Linked DNA regions of Urocitellus parryii: region 2 is linked to region 1. A link is a contact called in public Hi-C data. All regions are on one chromosome and are shown on one strand. Each heading gives the region's core, a stretch centred on a gene start, on an enhancer-like site or on the middle of the called end of the contact. The rest is flanking DNA. Distances are from core to core; before and after follow the strand shown.

Region 1 (7,791 bases), core at 2,778-5,277:
TCAAGTATCTGTAATTAATAGGACCCATTCTTACTATTTCCACTACAGGAAAAACTGCAGATGTTTCAGAAATATGCTATTTTAGCACAATTTCTGATATGGTAAGAATCTATTTAAAGATGCTAAAAAAAAATCAGAAGAGTTCTGAAGGTCTTTAATTACATTTTTAAACGCACTCCTAAGTCTAGTGCAGTGGCACACACACACCTGCAATTCCAGCTACTTGAGAGGATGAAGCAGGAAGATGGCAACCTCCAAGATAGCCCCAGCAATTCAGCAAATTAAAAAAATAAAAAAGGCTGGAGCTCAGTGGTAAAGTGCTCCTGGGTTAAATTTCCAGTAACATAGCAAAACAACAACCCCCCCCCAAAAAAAAAAGAACAGGCAGTGTTTTATCAATAACATGTAAACCATTTCCAAAGGAAGGCGTACAACACACATACACTTCATTCCTGTACAGTTTGAACCCAGCATGCTTGAAAAAGAGGAAGCTGCCCAGCCTCCCACGCCTCCAAAATGTCTAGCATTCCTGGCAGGCAAGGCTTGTCTCAGACCAGCCAAAACTACCCAATGGCAAAGAGCACGTTCCCCATCCTGGACTTAAATACAGAAGGAAAGAGAAAGAACCACCATCACCACCACCACTCCAGCCCCTCCCCAAAGGCCTAGTAACAACAGACAAAAGACACATGACAGACAAGAGACAGTCATGGAGACAGAAGGGAAGGAGAGCTTAGCTCTTGCCTTTTGCAGGTAAAATACTGTCCTCTGAAAAGGTAAGAAGCAAATTCCCTCCTGAGAAAGAATGTGAACAAATAAACAAAGGCACGGGTTCATCAGGCATTAGGGTTCAACCTTGAACCATCTCAGACTTGACCTCATCCCTTCAAAGAAAAAAAAAATTAAATTGAAGCCATCAAACCTCAAAACCCAACCAAAATAGAATTGAGACAAAACCACTGAGCTTGAGGAGCCCGCAAACAAAACACCCCTTATAAATTCAAAAGACAGAGGTGAGGAGAAAAACACACCACTGAAATCCTAAAACACCTCAAGGGGAGTGATGAGAGCCCAAGTGGAGTAAGAATTACAATCAGGGTTGGCAGGAGCGGGGCAGGGACAGAGGCAAGTCCACAGACTTAAGCCATCAAGAGCACACATTCTGCAACAAAGGCACTTGGGTTTAGTTCTTCACTCTTGACAATTACTAGTCAGTGTGCTTGTGCTGGTTTTTAACTTTAATTTGCCTATGTGAGAAATGAGTAAAAAAAAAAAAACAAGGATCTGTTGCGACAACTAAAGGAGGCAAAAAAAAAAAAAGCAAGCAATTGGTGTGGTACATGCTATCAGTTTGCTTTTACTGTGGTCACCATCATCAGCTCCCAGCCATGGCTTACCCTTCCCTAATACTTCTAAAAACATGTTAATTAGCTCCCACCTCTTCCTTTAAAAGGAAGACTGTAGGGGCTGGGAGTGTAGTTCAGTGGTAGAGTGCTTGCCTAGCATGCTTAAAGCCCTGGTTCAACCTACAGCACCACAAAAAATAAAATATAAAAAGGAAGACTGTGACACTTGAAAACTTTCTCAACAACACAACCTGAAACATTCTTCAAGAAAAATAAAATTCTTATCTAGCGAGGTATTATTGCAGAATATCTGCTCTATGAACAGGGTGGCTCATTTACTTACAACCATAATAATATTATTAAAGACAATATTAAAGCGCATACCACCTTCCAAAAAAAAAAAAAAGACCAGAATGTGCTCCTAACCTTCTTAAACCCCCTTGTTTTGTTACACACATAAATACGTCTTTATATGTGTGGTTCATGCTGGAAGTGAATACAAAATTAAAGTAAATGGCAAACAAAATAACCCTCAATGCTTCAAAGCAGAAACATCTAAGCTGGATCAATGACATCCTGGTATACATTAGAGATAATCAGCAATTCTGCACAGGAAGGACCCCTTACCTTCTGTGCTTATTAAAGTTACTCTTTACCTTCAAGCTCACATAAAAACATCATTTCTTTCAAAATGCCTTTTCATCCCCTCCAATGAAAATAATCATCCCTGTACTTTTCCATAGGGGATTGCTCATACTTCTATCAGGTAACCCACATTATGCCTTGGGCTCTAGTTTTTGGTTATTGTATACTGCCACTCAATAAACGGAAAGGTTCCTCAGGGACTCTGTCTAGCATAAAGTGAAATCCTGCTAAATTTTCAGAGTGAATGCTGAAAAAATTACCATGGACAGGAAGCAAAATCCTTCCAGGATACCTCCTGGGAATAATCTCTATGGTAGTACTAACCCACTGGGACCAAGAACTCTTGTAAAAGCCCACATTCCTAGGTCAAGGGCTTTCACAGCTGGGAGGTGAAGGTGCTGATAACTGACATGGTTGTTCTATTTTAGGGAGGTGGAGGGAGCTGGAGTGACCATACATTCACTGAATAGTGATTTCTTCATCTCAGCCAAAGTTCGGTATCCTGCCAACTTGAGGACTGAAACTTTTCTACCTGGGCTTATCTTGCTTTCTTCAAATTCACTCTTAAAAAGTCTTATCAAAATCATGAGACCAGAGCTATATGTATTGTAAACCTAATGAGGCTTAAGTGTCACAGTTCCTCACTTGCACAGTTCTTACAATAAGGAAGCATTTCTAAGTAGGCATTTCTGGCAAAGTGCCTAAAGAAATCACTGGGGGGAAAAAAAGGATCTAAATCGCTAAGATATACATCTATAATGTGCTGTGATTTATTTACTCATCCTTAATACTCACCTTCCATCTAATTTTGAATTCTTTTTCATGAAGAGACCTCTACTCCCAAAGTCAATAAAGAGGTGAAGTTAATCCAAAGAGGAAAAGATAGCTATAGAACAAAAAGCTCTCTGCTGTTTTGAAATGGTCTTGGAACATTCACAAATCACCTAATGCTCCTCCCTTCCTCCAGAAGATCCAAAGAACTCAGTGGATGTCAAAGATCCAAACAACTCAGAGTAGAATCCCATGCTGGGAGAAGTAGTAGTGAAAAAATGAGATAAATCTGGCTCCAAGACAAGGAGAGTCCTGGTCCACTTGGTTTCCACAGAACCCAGACAGCCTCTGGAATACCAGATTTTTGATCACGGACGGGGTCTTGAAGACAACCAGGGCAACAAACTCAAAGGGACGTGCTCTCCCTGTAGTAGCTGCAATCTCCCAGCTTATCAATTCCAATTTTGCAAAGCACACGACTTGCCCTAGGGCCATGGTTGGGAAAAGGTGAATAGAAACAGAAGGGACAGTAACAAGGGAAGGGCAAAAAAGGGGTACGATAGAGATGCATCAGAGGGGGCACTCAGAAAGAAAGGGAAGGAGAGTGTTCCTGCACCTTTAGGCCCCCCTCCCCACCCAAAGTAGTAAACAACCAAGGCCTAGAAGAGGTGAAGTGTGTTAAGAAAAAGTAAATATGGAACACGGGATGTGTTTCTTTACCTCAGCCTTTGTACTAGTCAGAATGAAATTTCAGGAAATGTCACCAAACTTCCAAAAAAAAAAAAAAATCCCACTGGGAAAGACGGACATGAAGACCCGAAAACCAAGAAGGAAAAGTAAAGTCCGCAAGCCAGTCTCGCCCGCGGTTCCCGCGGCGTCGCCCCGCTCCGGCTGCTCACCGAGGTCCGCAACGTTCCCACAGCGCCCGCTCGTGACGTCCCGCTCGTGGGCGCCCTCGCCCGGGATCGATACTCCCGGAGGACCCCGCCCCGCCCGCAGCCGCCTCGGCCCCGGGCCACCGCGTGGCCGCCCGGACCCCGGACAGCTACTGGCCGGCGGCCGGCTCTGCAGTCCCGAACCCGGTCCGGCGCCAGAGCGAGCACCGCCGTCCCACACTCACCGCGGCGCTCCATCCCGCGTCCCGGACGCGGACGCCCGCCCAACGCTCACGGCCGCCGCCGCCGCCGCCGAGGGCTGGAGCTCGCCGTCCCCATCCCCCACTCACGGCCCACAGACGCCCGGCCAAGCCGCCGCCGCCCCTGCAGCCACCGCCACGACCGCGCTGGCCGCGGACGCACCGCCCCCGCCTCGCACCGCCCGCCCCCCGGAGTCCCGCCATTGGCCGGCGCCCGTGGGGGCGTGGCCGGAGCGGGCAGCAGGTGGGGGTGACCGCTGGCTCGCGGGGCACAGGCTGTCAGCTGCGCGGCTGCCTCACCCAGTCCTCAAGGTCCTGGGACGCAGGGGCTGCAGCTGGGAAACGGGACGAGTCAGGGGAAAATCACCTTTTGCACATTCCAGTAGGGAGCAAGTCTTCTGTCCTCGTTTAATTGGACATTTCTCAGGCAGACACTATAAATTCCTTCTCAGGACTCTTGTCCTCAACTTCTTTTATAGAACTACTTCTTCCCTCCTTTTGCCTTCTGAAACAAACATACATTTTGTGCCTAACTTTAAAACTTCCCCGCTTTTTCTTTCTTCAGCTGATTGTCATTTTCAAAAAACTACCTGAAAACATCAGTTATTAATGTACACACGGTAACTGGACACATTGAAATGCTCAATAAATACTAGTTGATTACATGTCGATTTAACCATGCAACTTCTTCTTACCATTAAATGCTGCTGATAAATGGGTCTCATTAACATAGTGGGGGGAGAATGGACAACCACAATTAAAGCATTTATCTAGATGTTGGATCACACATTATATATGGAAGGTAAAAAGCACAGTGTTTATACTGAATAAAGTGCTGTACATATTAGTTACACTTAATAGCTCTACCAAGAATATTTTTCCTATTGTCTATGCTGACACATAACAGACAGACCATGAATATTCTCTGACAAATGAGCAAAATTATGTAAAGGGTATTTGGAAAAGTCATTCAACCTCATCCTTCCCTTGAATCTTTTTCAAAATATATGAGACATCTGCCATATTCTCTTTCTTCTTTATTAATAAGAGGACATTTGATATTTGAAAACATTTCCAGAGAAATATGGTAGTTCACTTTTACGATAAAATTAAAGTATTAATTGACAAAGAATGACTGTGAAAAATCTGCTATCTGGCAGTTTCTTTGCAAAGAAAGGAATAAGGTGTTAATACTGCCACGAAACCCTCTGAAAGTGTCCCAAGAACTTGCCCAGAATTATTTTTTTAAATGTATTTTTAGTGGCAGATGAACACAATACCTTCATTTTGTTTTTATGTGGTGCTGAGGATCGAACCTAGTGCCTCACATGTAGGCAAGCACTCTACCACTGAGGTACAATCCCAGCCCCCTGAATTATTTTTTAAACCAACTGGCTGTGTGTGTGTGTGTGTGTGTGTGTGTATGTTTGATTGTTTTTTAACCATTGTTTCTCCATTAAAGTAGCTTGTGGTTATGGCATTAGAGAGCAGGAAATAACAGATAAATGAGAAATCAGAGGCATAACTTGATGATAATAAAACATATATAGCAGATGTTGTAGTATCACTATTTTATATTTATAGCATGTATTAATACATAACCACTCTGCCCATTCCTATGTTTCTTCATTCCTTTCATGATAAAGAATACCACTTTTACTCTGAAACCTTTCTCTTCTCCCCTCTAAAAATTAAGTATCCTATTTGCGATCATACTGTACATAGGATATTATTCTTATGGTATCATGGTGCTGGGCCAAGTTTATTTGGTAATGTGTTTTGTTCTGTTTTAAGATAGGGTCTTGCAATGTAACTTATGAAGGCAAGCCATCCTCCGGCCTCAGTTCCTCAAGTAGCTGGGATTACAGGTGCATGCCACTGCACCTGGCTATTTGGTGGTGTTTACTATGTAGATTTGAAGTTCTGCAGTACTACATTACTCAGTCTGATACAGAATGAGCCCTACTAAGTATTTTCTGAAAAATGTTGATGTTGAAAAACAAGGAATCAATTCAGTAAATCTGAGAATAAAAAATCTTCCAGGTTGCACTTATTTATTTTTTTACTATAAGCTATGCTCAAGTTGGTTATAATTCATGGAACCAAATGCAATGGCCACATAAACCTCATGCCTAAAGTAAAGGTGGTCCCAGATATCAGAGGCTGATCATGATGGTGCATGTTCCACATGGGCAGTAGAGGTGGGAGTCTAGCCTCTCAATGGACAGGTGCTCATCCTTCTCAGCCTCACTTTAATGGCAGTCTGTTTAGGAGGGTACAACACTGTCCACCAGGCTTATCCTATTTTTATTCATTCCACAAATGTTTATTGAGTACCTCCAATGTGTCAGGCATTCTTCTAAGCACAGAAGATATATCAGGGAACTTTAAATCCACTCTCAGCTTCTCCTCAACCAGGAATAAACAAATGCCTGGACAAGGGGAAGAAATAATGAGGTAGGCAGGAGTTACCCAAAGGCAGCCAGGCTCCTGGACTGCTGCTGTCCTTGACCTCACTGCTGGAGTATTTAGAAAGAACGACAAAGAGTCCAACAGGCCACAATGATTACAAAGCCTCCAGATTCCAAAGTGGACAAAACTCACCAAGCAGGTTATTAATCTTGATTCCATGATGGTTGTAATTGAGAAACAAGGAATCAATTCAGTCCACATGCTGAAAATGAATATGAAAGACATTGCAAACATGCAAGGATTCCTTGCTGTCACGAGGAAAGGAAACTGAGTAAGATGGACTAGTAAAAAGAAAGAAAAACTTGAGTATATGGATATGATATTATGACTTGATTAAGATATTACCATTATTATCAAGGTATTATATTTTATATTATTTTAAACTTTCTTGTAGAACTTTTGATGACATAAGCATCAGTGCTTGAGCCACACCATATCATAGCCCTACCTAATAGCCTAACAATATGTGTAAGGAAACTCCCCTAATAATTAATGGTCAGTGCAAAAAAAAAAACAAAACAAAAACAAAAAAACAATATTGGCCTTAAAAATGCAGTTACTGAAACTGCTGTAAATAAAGAGATGATAATGATTTGTCAGTTATAATAACTAGATATCATGGTTTAACTCTGTGTTACACACTGTCTTAATTATACTTAACATTTAGTAAAGTTAAATAGTCCTTACAACACCCTTATGAAATACTATTATCATACCCATTTTACAAATGAAGAACTGAGGCACAGACCAAAGAAGTTCGATGAAGAATTTGTGTGTGTGTGTGTGTGTGTGTGTATGTGTGTGTGTGTGTGTGTGTGTGTTGCTAGGGCCCAAATCCAGGAGCTTGGGCATGCTATGCAAGCACTCTACCACTGAGCTACACTCCCAGTCCCTCAATAAAAGAATTTCTGCCTGACCTTTATGAAAATTAACATTAGCATGAAGGTAAATTTGGCTACACTTTTCTTAGAAAAAGATGGTGGGGAAATTACTCCTTTTATTCTACCTCTTAAACTTTGTCCTTCTTGCTCTTCCCGGGATACCTGCTGTCCCCTCTACCTGGAATGGGTTCCTCCCACACATTTATTTCTGTGATTTGTCTCTTGCTCCATTCTAACTTTCCTCAAATGGTCCATATCAGCAATAGGGTTTCGTAGAAAACAACACTCTCCTTTTTGATACTCCCTATCTTCCTTACTCTGCTTTAATTTTTGCCATAGCACTTACCCCCTCTACGACTTGATATAGTGTCACTAGTTTATTTATGTATTCTTTACTTCCTCTCACTAGTGTGACACTCATCCTAAACTTCTGGCTGGAGGTTTCCATACCTGGAGCAGTCCAGGATTGTGTCCAAAGTAAGCTCCCATGCCCCTCATTTGCCTAAAGTCATGGTGGCCTGGACACCCTTCCTGAGAATGA
Region 2 (7,791 bases), core at 1,390-3,889, 140 kb after region 1:
GAGACAGGAGGATGGCAATCACCAGACCAGCCAGGGCAATTTAGGGAGACCCTGTCTTAAAAAAAGAAATAATAATAATAAAAGCCAGATATCACCATCTTGTTCTTTGAACTAGTTCTGATAAGGAGATTATACAAGGGCATGGGTATAAAGAGGTAATGGTCTTGGAGGCTGGCCAATACATTTCCACAAGAGGATTTCTGGAGTCCCTAAATCCATATACCCTGCTCTTCCCTATTCTCAATAGCTCAATGTTTTAAAAATCAGAGCTTCTGGAGATTCCTTAAGAAAATCATATTTTCTCTTTTTCTTAATTATTTTGTTTTATAAAGTGTGAACCTGAAAAAACTGTTCTGATTTTAATTATCAAAGGACACAGTGTCGAGGAACCTTATTCTCTAAGACCCTAGACTGTTAGAAACTTACTTGTTCTGAGATTTTATCAGTGAGAACAGAACATCCCTTTCTCGATTGGAGGATCTCAATTATCTGAATCACTTTGATTTTAAGAAGTGGCCTCAATTTATAGGGCAGCAGTTCAGATAAAAAGTTGGAGACACAATATTCTACATTAATTTTAAATTTATGTTTCCAAGGGAATAGAAATTTGAGTCTGCTTCTCAACTTAGGTTTAATATTACATATAGATCTGATTTGCTTTGAGCTTACCAAACACTGCTCAATTTAAATTGTGCCTACATTCCTCTCTTCCCCTAAATATAATGATTCCTCATCCCATCTTGTTTTTTGGAGACATGCCTCATTCTCTTGGTGTGCGGTGTCCTTGTTGAAACAAATTAATAAAATTAACTTTGCTGGGTTATAAGTTTGGCCCTACACACCCAGTGGTCTTTATCATGAACTAAAATTATTGAATCTTATATAACTGTTTTAATTTTTAGAATTTGCCAGGCTTCTTGAACAAGGGTATTTTAAGAATTTTTCATCAGTGGGTAATTTCTATCTTTCCTCTGAATGTTTTGGAATCTATTTATTTGATAGATTATGCTTTTGACTTACACATATTTTCTTCTTTCTTATAAACTCCAAGATGATATCATCACTTTCCCCCCAAAGTTCCCAACTCTTTTATATCACCCTGTAATTCATTAGTGAATTTTGTAATTTTCCCTTTATCCTACTGACTCCTTTGGTGCTTTAGGATTCTGCTACAAAATCATCTTCTTTGTCAAACCTTAATTGAAAGCTCTGGGCAAAACTAAGCATTTTCTTGCTTGAGTTCTCATGGTGCCTTGTTTAAAACTCCAATGTGGCGCTTACCATATGTATAATTTCTTTTTCATGTGTTTTCTCTCTACCAGCCTCTAGAGAATAGGGATTATCTGTTCATCCTTGTATTTCCTGTGCCAGGCATACTAATTACGCCAGGCTTACACAAGATAATGAAAATGTCCACATGGCAGCTGGAGAATTTAGTAGGAGCTTCACTTTTACATAACTTAGAATTGGCTGTTGAACACCCTACACAAGCCAATCATTACTGTATCAGGTCTTTATGATTCTTGGAATATGTATTAGGCAATTGCCAATTTATATTGAGAAAACACCTAAGGCACCACTGTTTTGTAGACTACTTCTAACATGTAGAAGCCTTTAATACGTGTATATATTATGTGAGAATTTATGATCTTACTTTTCTGACACTTGCTTTTCTCCAGTCTCAACTGAAAACTGTGACTCCTTAAATTATTGTGTATGTGTTAGGCTAAATGTTAGGGACAACAATTCTGCATCATAGAAGTCGGACAGCATAAGAATGCTGTAATCTGTAAACCCTTCCTGATTCTGGGAGTAAGGCCAGCATTAATACAACGCACGATTGTTATTTATGAATGTTGCTTTGCAAAGAACGGAGATTATCAAACTTTTTGTTTGACAAGACCCACACAAAGAAACACATTTTATGTCTCCACCCGCGATATATATCTACAAAAAACTGGAATAAAAACTTCTCAAAGCAACTCCTTTACTAAGTGATGTATTCTGAGATTTTCGTTGTGTTGTTCTCGAAAAAAAAAAAAAATCCAAAACTGCACCCCGCCCCCCCCAAAAAAAAACCCAACCAACCAAACAAAAAAACCAAAGTGGCGGTCCTGTTTTTCCAAACCGATTTCACCGGCCCCTAGAGGTTACGGTTTGGAAAACCCTCACTGGAAAAAGGAGTTCTTCCCACAGTCCCTGCCTGCTTTGTGTAAGTCCCAGTGATCATAAAGCCACCAGTTTTGTGTAAAAGGGGCCGCTCCCTTCTTCCTGAGCTCCTTTAAGAGGGTGGTAACGACCCATTACGGTGGGGGGTGGCGGAAGGCAGGGCCCACTGAGTCCTCCGCGCAGGCCGGGCCCGCTCTTCCAGTTCTTGTGAAAGCCGGGTGTAAGCGCACCGAGAGGGTAGGGCTGAAGCGGGGGTAGCAACGGGACCTTGCCGGGTGAGGAGAGGCAGAGGGAAGATCGCCTACGTCCCAGCGCCGCGTTTCCGGCAACCCCGTGGGGGTCCGCGCCTGCGCAAGGCGCGTCCCGGGACCGTTCCGGACTCCCAGCTCCCGCGCGCGCTCCCGCCGAGCCGAAGTTCGCGGTGGGCTTGGCGCTCGGGCGGCGCGGCGGCGCGCTCCAGGGGGCGGTCCTGCGTGGCCGGCACCGCCCTCCCTCCTCGCGGTCCTCTCCTCCCAGTCTCCCCCGCGCTTCCTGCACTAAGGTAGTTGCCGCCGAGTCCCCTTCGCCGGCTCGCCCGCCCTGGTGGTGCCATGGCGGCCTTCAGCAAGTACTTGACGGCGCGGAACTCCTCGCTGGCGGGGGCCGCATTCCTGCTGCTCTGCCTGCTCCACAAGCGGCGCCGCGCCCTCGGCCTGCACGGGTAAGGCTCGTGGCCGCGCCGCCTTCCCGGGCCCGAGCTGGCGCTCCCGGCGTGCACTCTCCGCCCAGCGCCTGGCAGACGAGTCCCGGTGCCGGCAGGATCAGGCGGAGAGAGGGCGGCCGCGGCTACAGCCAGGCTCCAATGTCAGGGTGTCCCCGCAGCGCCGGCTCCCCGGCTTTCCGCGTACCCCGCCGGCCTGTCGGGCCACCTCGCTGTACCCGCAAGAGTGAGAATTTTCTCCTGCGCCCACAAACAAATCTGCGACCCAGCCCGGAGGGCAGTCGCTCCTACTCGAGGGTGGGAGGAGGGGAAGCAGTGTGCCCATCCCTTATCCAAACCGTCTCATTTCTGTATCAACTTTCTGGCGGTGTTTTAGTTTTGTCATCTCATTTCCAGACAGACCGTGAAGGATTTGTTTTATGGACGTGGTTGTGTGATTTGAGGATGGGGATTGGACTCGCCAGGATAGTCGCTGTTGTCTAAGTCACTTGGATGAGGTTTGGCTCGATTCCGGAGTAATTGCTGTCATAGTCGCCAGGGTGATTCCTGTGAGCTATCCTGGGGCCACTTGGCATGGTTTTCTTCTAAAGTGCCCCACACCACCCCTTTGGAATTGCTCAATGAACGCCCTGACATTTCATCTGGAAAAACTGAATTAGTTTCGTGGTATTTGTCGGACAAAGTTCCCTCTCTTGGCTTTGTAGGTGAAAGGTAAAAGTGTGTTTTAGGTGAGGATCAAGATCCTTTTTAATTACACTGCACTGCTTTCACCGCGAGAGGATTTTCATGATGAGATTTAACTTTGGGGAGGTCATAAGATTAGAGGAAGAAAGAGAATTGAGTTATAGTTGTGGAATTGCAGGCATCATTTTTATTTCCTGGGCTACGGCAAGTGAATGAGAAAAGGTTAGTTCCCAAGCATTCTTGCCAATCATTACATGTGTCGTATTAAATCTTAGCATCCTGCTTTCATGAATTCTATTTCATTCATGTCTCTGGACAGGTACTTTTTTCTCCTGTTTTTGATTTGCTTGGTATATAAACACTAAACACTGACAGGTGGCTCCTAGTCCTCTTCCCATGAAGTACTTTCCAGCCGCCTCCTAACTAAAGTCTGAAGTGATGGTCCTTTCTTTCCTAAATCAGTTTAGCAAAGTTGAAAATAATTCACATCATGGGCTGGACATTTACAGTACCTATTCACTTTTCCTATTCTGTGTGTGAACTCCCAGTTGCAAATGAAAGTTATCAGTTATCTGGGCATATTCTGGTAGGAAATATTAAGTGCTTTAACTTGAATTGCATTTTTTGCAGAGAAGTGTTAGCACAGAAAATTGTTTTGACATGGGGAGGAGACTTGAGGATAGCTAACAGTTCTGGCATGCTTTGATGGTTTTTTAAAAAAATTTCATTGGACTACTACATGTATATAGAAAAGTATACATCATAAATCTAGAGCTTGAAGAATTTTTACAAGTAGAACACACCAGTGTAACCAGCATCCATCAGGATTATCAGCATCCCAGAAATCCTCCGCAGGCTCCCTTCCAGTTACAGTCCAAGGAAACTACTACATTGACTTTTCAAGATTGTCAGTTATTGAATAAGAGAAATTGAACACCATCTAATGGGCGGTAGCAATAGCAGTGAAATAGTATAATAGAATTTGTCTTGTTAAATTATTGTAGCTCTTCTTTCATCATGGTACATTTCTTTAAGCATCTCTTTTTGAGGAAGTTTTTGAGGTGGCTGAATTATGCAACAGTTAATTTACTGGACAAAAGGTTATTGTTAATTTTTTGTATCAGGAGTAGGAAAATCTTTATTTTACACATCAAGTATTTTGTGGGAGGAGAAGCAGATTATGAGCAGATAAATGTGGAGTTGAAATTACTGAATAAAATGATTGAACTGTTTTGAAATCATTAAGAATTGTATTGATGGGCTGGGGTTGTAGCTCAGTAGTAAAGTGCTTGCCTCTCATGAGGAAGGCACCAGGTTTGATCCTCGGCACCACATAAAAATAAAATAAAGGTATTGTGTCCATTTACAACTAAAGAGAGAGAGAGAGAGAGAGAGAGAGAGAGAGAAAGAAAATGGTATTGAGTCTGTCTTTGTAGATGTTATGTACTTCCAGAATCTTATGCCTTGCTTTTACTCACTACTTTATTATCACAGTTCAAAGATTATAAAATTCCAACCTTATATTTTGTTGACCTTTGGGATATCTTTTGTAACAGGACTAATTTTAATGTCTATCCGGTGCTTAATTAAGGAACATGTGATTACTAAGCCTTCTTTTGTCCATGTTGTTAATAGTAGGTTTGTCCTAGAATATGTATTCTCTTGGAATTGTATAGGTAATAGATCTAGTAAAACCACATTAAAGGTTACAAGATATTGTTATTCCAAACATTTGAAGAATGAGTAATTTAATGTTCTGGGTTATTTTAAATTTTTGTAAGTTTATTATTTTTACTAGTTAAATCTCATACATTTGCACAGCTTTTTATTGTGGAAAATTTCACACACATATAATAATATAATAATCCCCCTGTTCATTTTACTAGGAAGTACCAAGAATATTCTGATATTCTTTTTTTCACTATATCTACCAGCTCCTTACCCCTTGTTTTTACAGGTTTTTAGGTGAAATTTGTATACATTGAAATCTTAGTTATACATTTTTTAAGTGAATGGATGTACTTGTGTAATATATGCCTATCACAAATTAGAATTTTTCAGAGAAAAGTTTCTTTGTATTCATTTATAATCATTTCCACTACTATGCTAACTTTTTTCACTTTAGTTTTACTTAATCATACATTCTATTTTTATTATTATTTATGGGGAAAATGGAATCTTTTTACTCATGGATAAGAGCCATTTATTTAGTTCAAAGGAGTGTCTGTTTCTGAATGTTGTATTACTGTGCTAGGTGCTATAAGGGATATATATATATATATATATATACACACACATTATATATATATACACACACACAACATACATTTAAAAATATGAGACATCTTTTCTTAAGAAGCTGTTGTTCTTATTAAGGACAGCAAACTTAAATACAAGTATTTAAAATGTAAGATGATGACAGTGAAGTGTCTAGGCAGACGTGCCCTCAAAGTTCTGAGAAAGACCAGATTATTGTGTTTGAAGGGGTTAGGGTAGGTTTTATGAAGAATGTGCACTAAACTTAGGAAGGTGGTGGGAATGGATAATGAAATAAATTGAATATTATAGCAGTCTTTTATCATATTTTTGTGGCATTTATGATACGAAGAAACTTTGCCCTTTTCATCTATCTTCCACAGCTACCAGAGCTCTTTTTTAAGAAATGTAAAGTTGCTCATAGTATTTCTTCATTAAAATCTTTCAACTACTTTAAAATAAAACTTCTGTTAATTATTTGGTCTTTGACTACTTTTTGTATTTACCAGCCATGTGGAATTAATTTGTAATCTCTGAGGTGACAGGCTGTGCCTAGCCTTTGCAGACTGATTGTAATCAGTGTCATACCCACCACTTCTACCCTGTGATAGTTCTTTTTCTTGAAGATTCAGTCTACACTTAATCTCTTAGGTGTTTTCTGTCTTTTCCCTGTCTCCACACTGATAGATGTCCTCTGCTTTCCTGACACTCTTAAGCATCTCTGTACTATAGCAGTTAACATTTTGTATTGTGCTGGTTTCTTTTCTTGGCTTCTGCCTGCATCAGAGTTTCTTGAGGGCATGGACTGAGTAACCTTTAAGTCCCTATTTGGATCTACCATAGGATAGATAAGTGTTAGAGTAGATAAATGATTTGAAGTTATTGAAAAATCTTTAAGGGTAATTGAAATGCCTTGGAGATGTGGGACTAGTACAAACAAGTAGAGGCATTATCGTCACAGAAATGATGGTGTACCTAGTAGTATAGAACATAACCTGGGTAGTGGGAAACTGGTGTTCCAGTTTTAGAAGGCAGGGAAAGGAATCAGTCTACATTGCCGCAGTATTTTATTATCTTAAATGAAGCATAACAAAGCAGTTTCTTTCCCTTCCCATCAGTGATTGTGAAGTTCAGATTTCTTATCCTGGATTTCAGAGCCTTCCTCAATCTGGTGTCATTTTACCTGGCTAATCTTATGTGCTGTTGCCTGCCAGGGGGTGCTCTGTTCCAGATAGGCCAGTTTCTTATGCTGTTTGAACAGGCTACCCTCATTCTTGGCTTCTGAGCTTTATCCATGCTATTGGCCATAACTGAAATTTCTCTGTGTACTCTGTTCTCCAAATCTTACTATCCTTGAAGAGCTAATAAAGCAGGATTACCTCTTCCATGAAGTATTTAGCTATTCTAGATGATCTAAATGATGATCACTCCCTGTTTAATCTTCTGAAAAACACGTTTAAATGTCTTTCTTGATTTACCTAATCATGTTTATAGCGTATAATCTAGCGATGTGTTTTGATAAAGGGTATACCTTTACCCTTTACCCTTTTTAACACTCTAATCTATAAATGGTGGGGTACAATTTCCTACCCCAAATATATCTGAGGAGTTTCAAGAAGCTTGTGTTTTTCTTAGTCACACTTTACTTCACTTTTTGGCTTCTCTATTTTTAGATCCTACCTACATCTTGTCTTTTAACCTTGTCTCTTTGGTATCTGCCTTGATTTCTCTGAATCAAGATCCACAAAGCAAGGGTTTCTAGAAGACTTCTGTTGAAAATTTGGGAGTAGTAGTAGGGATTGTGTCCCAGCATAGTGAATATCTCAGAATTCTTTTACTTAAGAAATTGCTTGAGACTCACTGTCTTCTCTGCACTTAAAGAGTTCTTCTGTGATGGCCCCTCACCTCTGAAAATGTATGCCTCCTCAAGTCAGGATCCTTGGTCAGGAGTACCTCTCGGTTACTGAACTTACCGTTATCTG

What was found. Hi-C and Micro-C count contacts between places; a contact is called where the count stands out from the background.
Region 2: a contact with region 1 is called in a Hi-C map of liver, with 2.4 times the contacts expected there. The contact joins the promoter of Abcd3 here to the promoter of Arhgap29 in region 1. A contact is called at or near these places in 2 of 2 Hi-C or Micro-C datasets (liver and muscle).

Annotation. Positions count from the first base shown.
Region 1 is chr11:74,555,171-74,562,961 of mUroPar1.hap1, forward strand. It overlaps Arhgap29 (Rho GTPase activating protein 29), which reads right to left and starts at 4,028. Exons shown (of 23, transcript XM_026409622.2): 1 at 3,883-4,028.
Region 2 is chr11:74,693,454-74,701,244 of mUroPar1.hap1, forward strand. It overlaps Abcd3 (ATP binding cassette subfamily D member 3), which reads left to right and starts at 2,640. Exons shown (of 23, transcript XM_026409618.2): 1 at 2,640-2,869. The coding sequence starts at 2,760.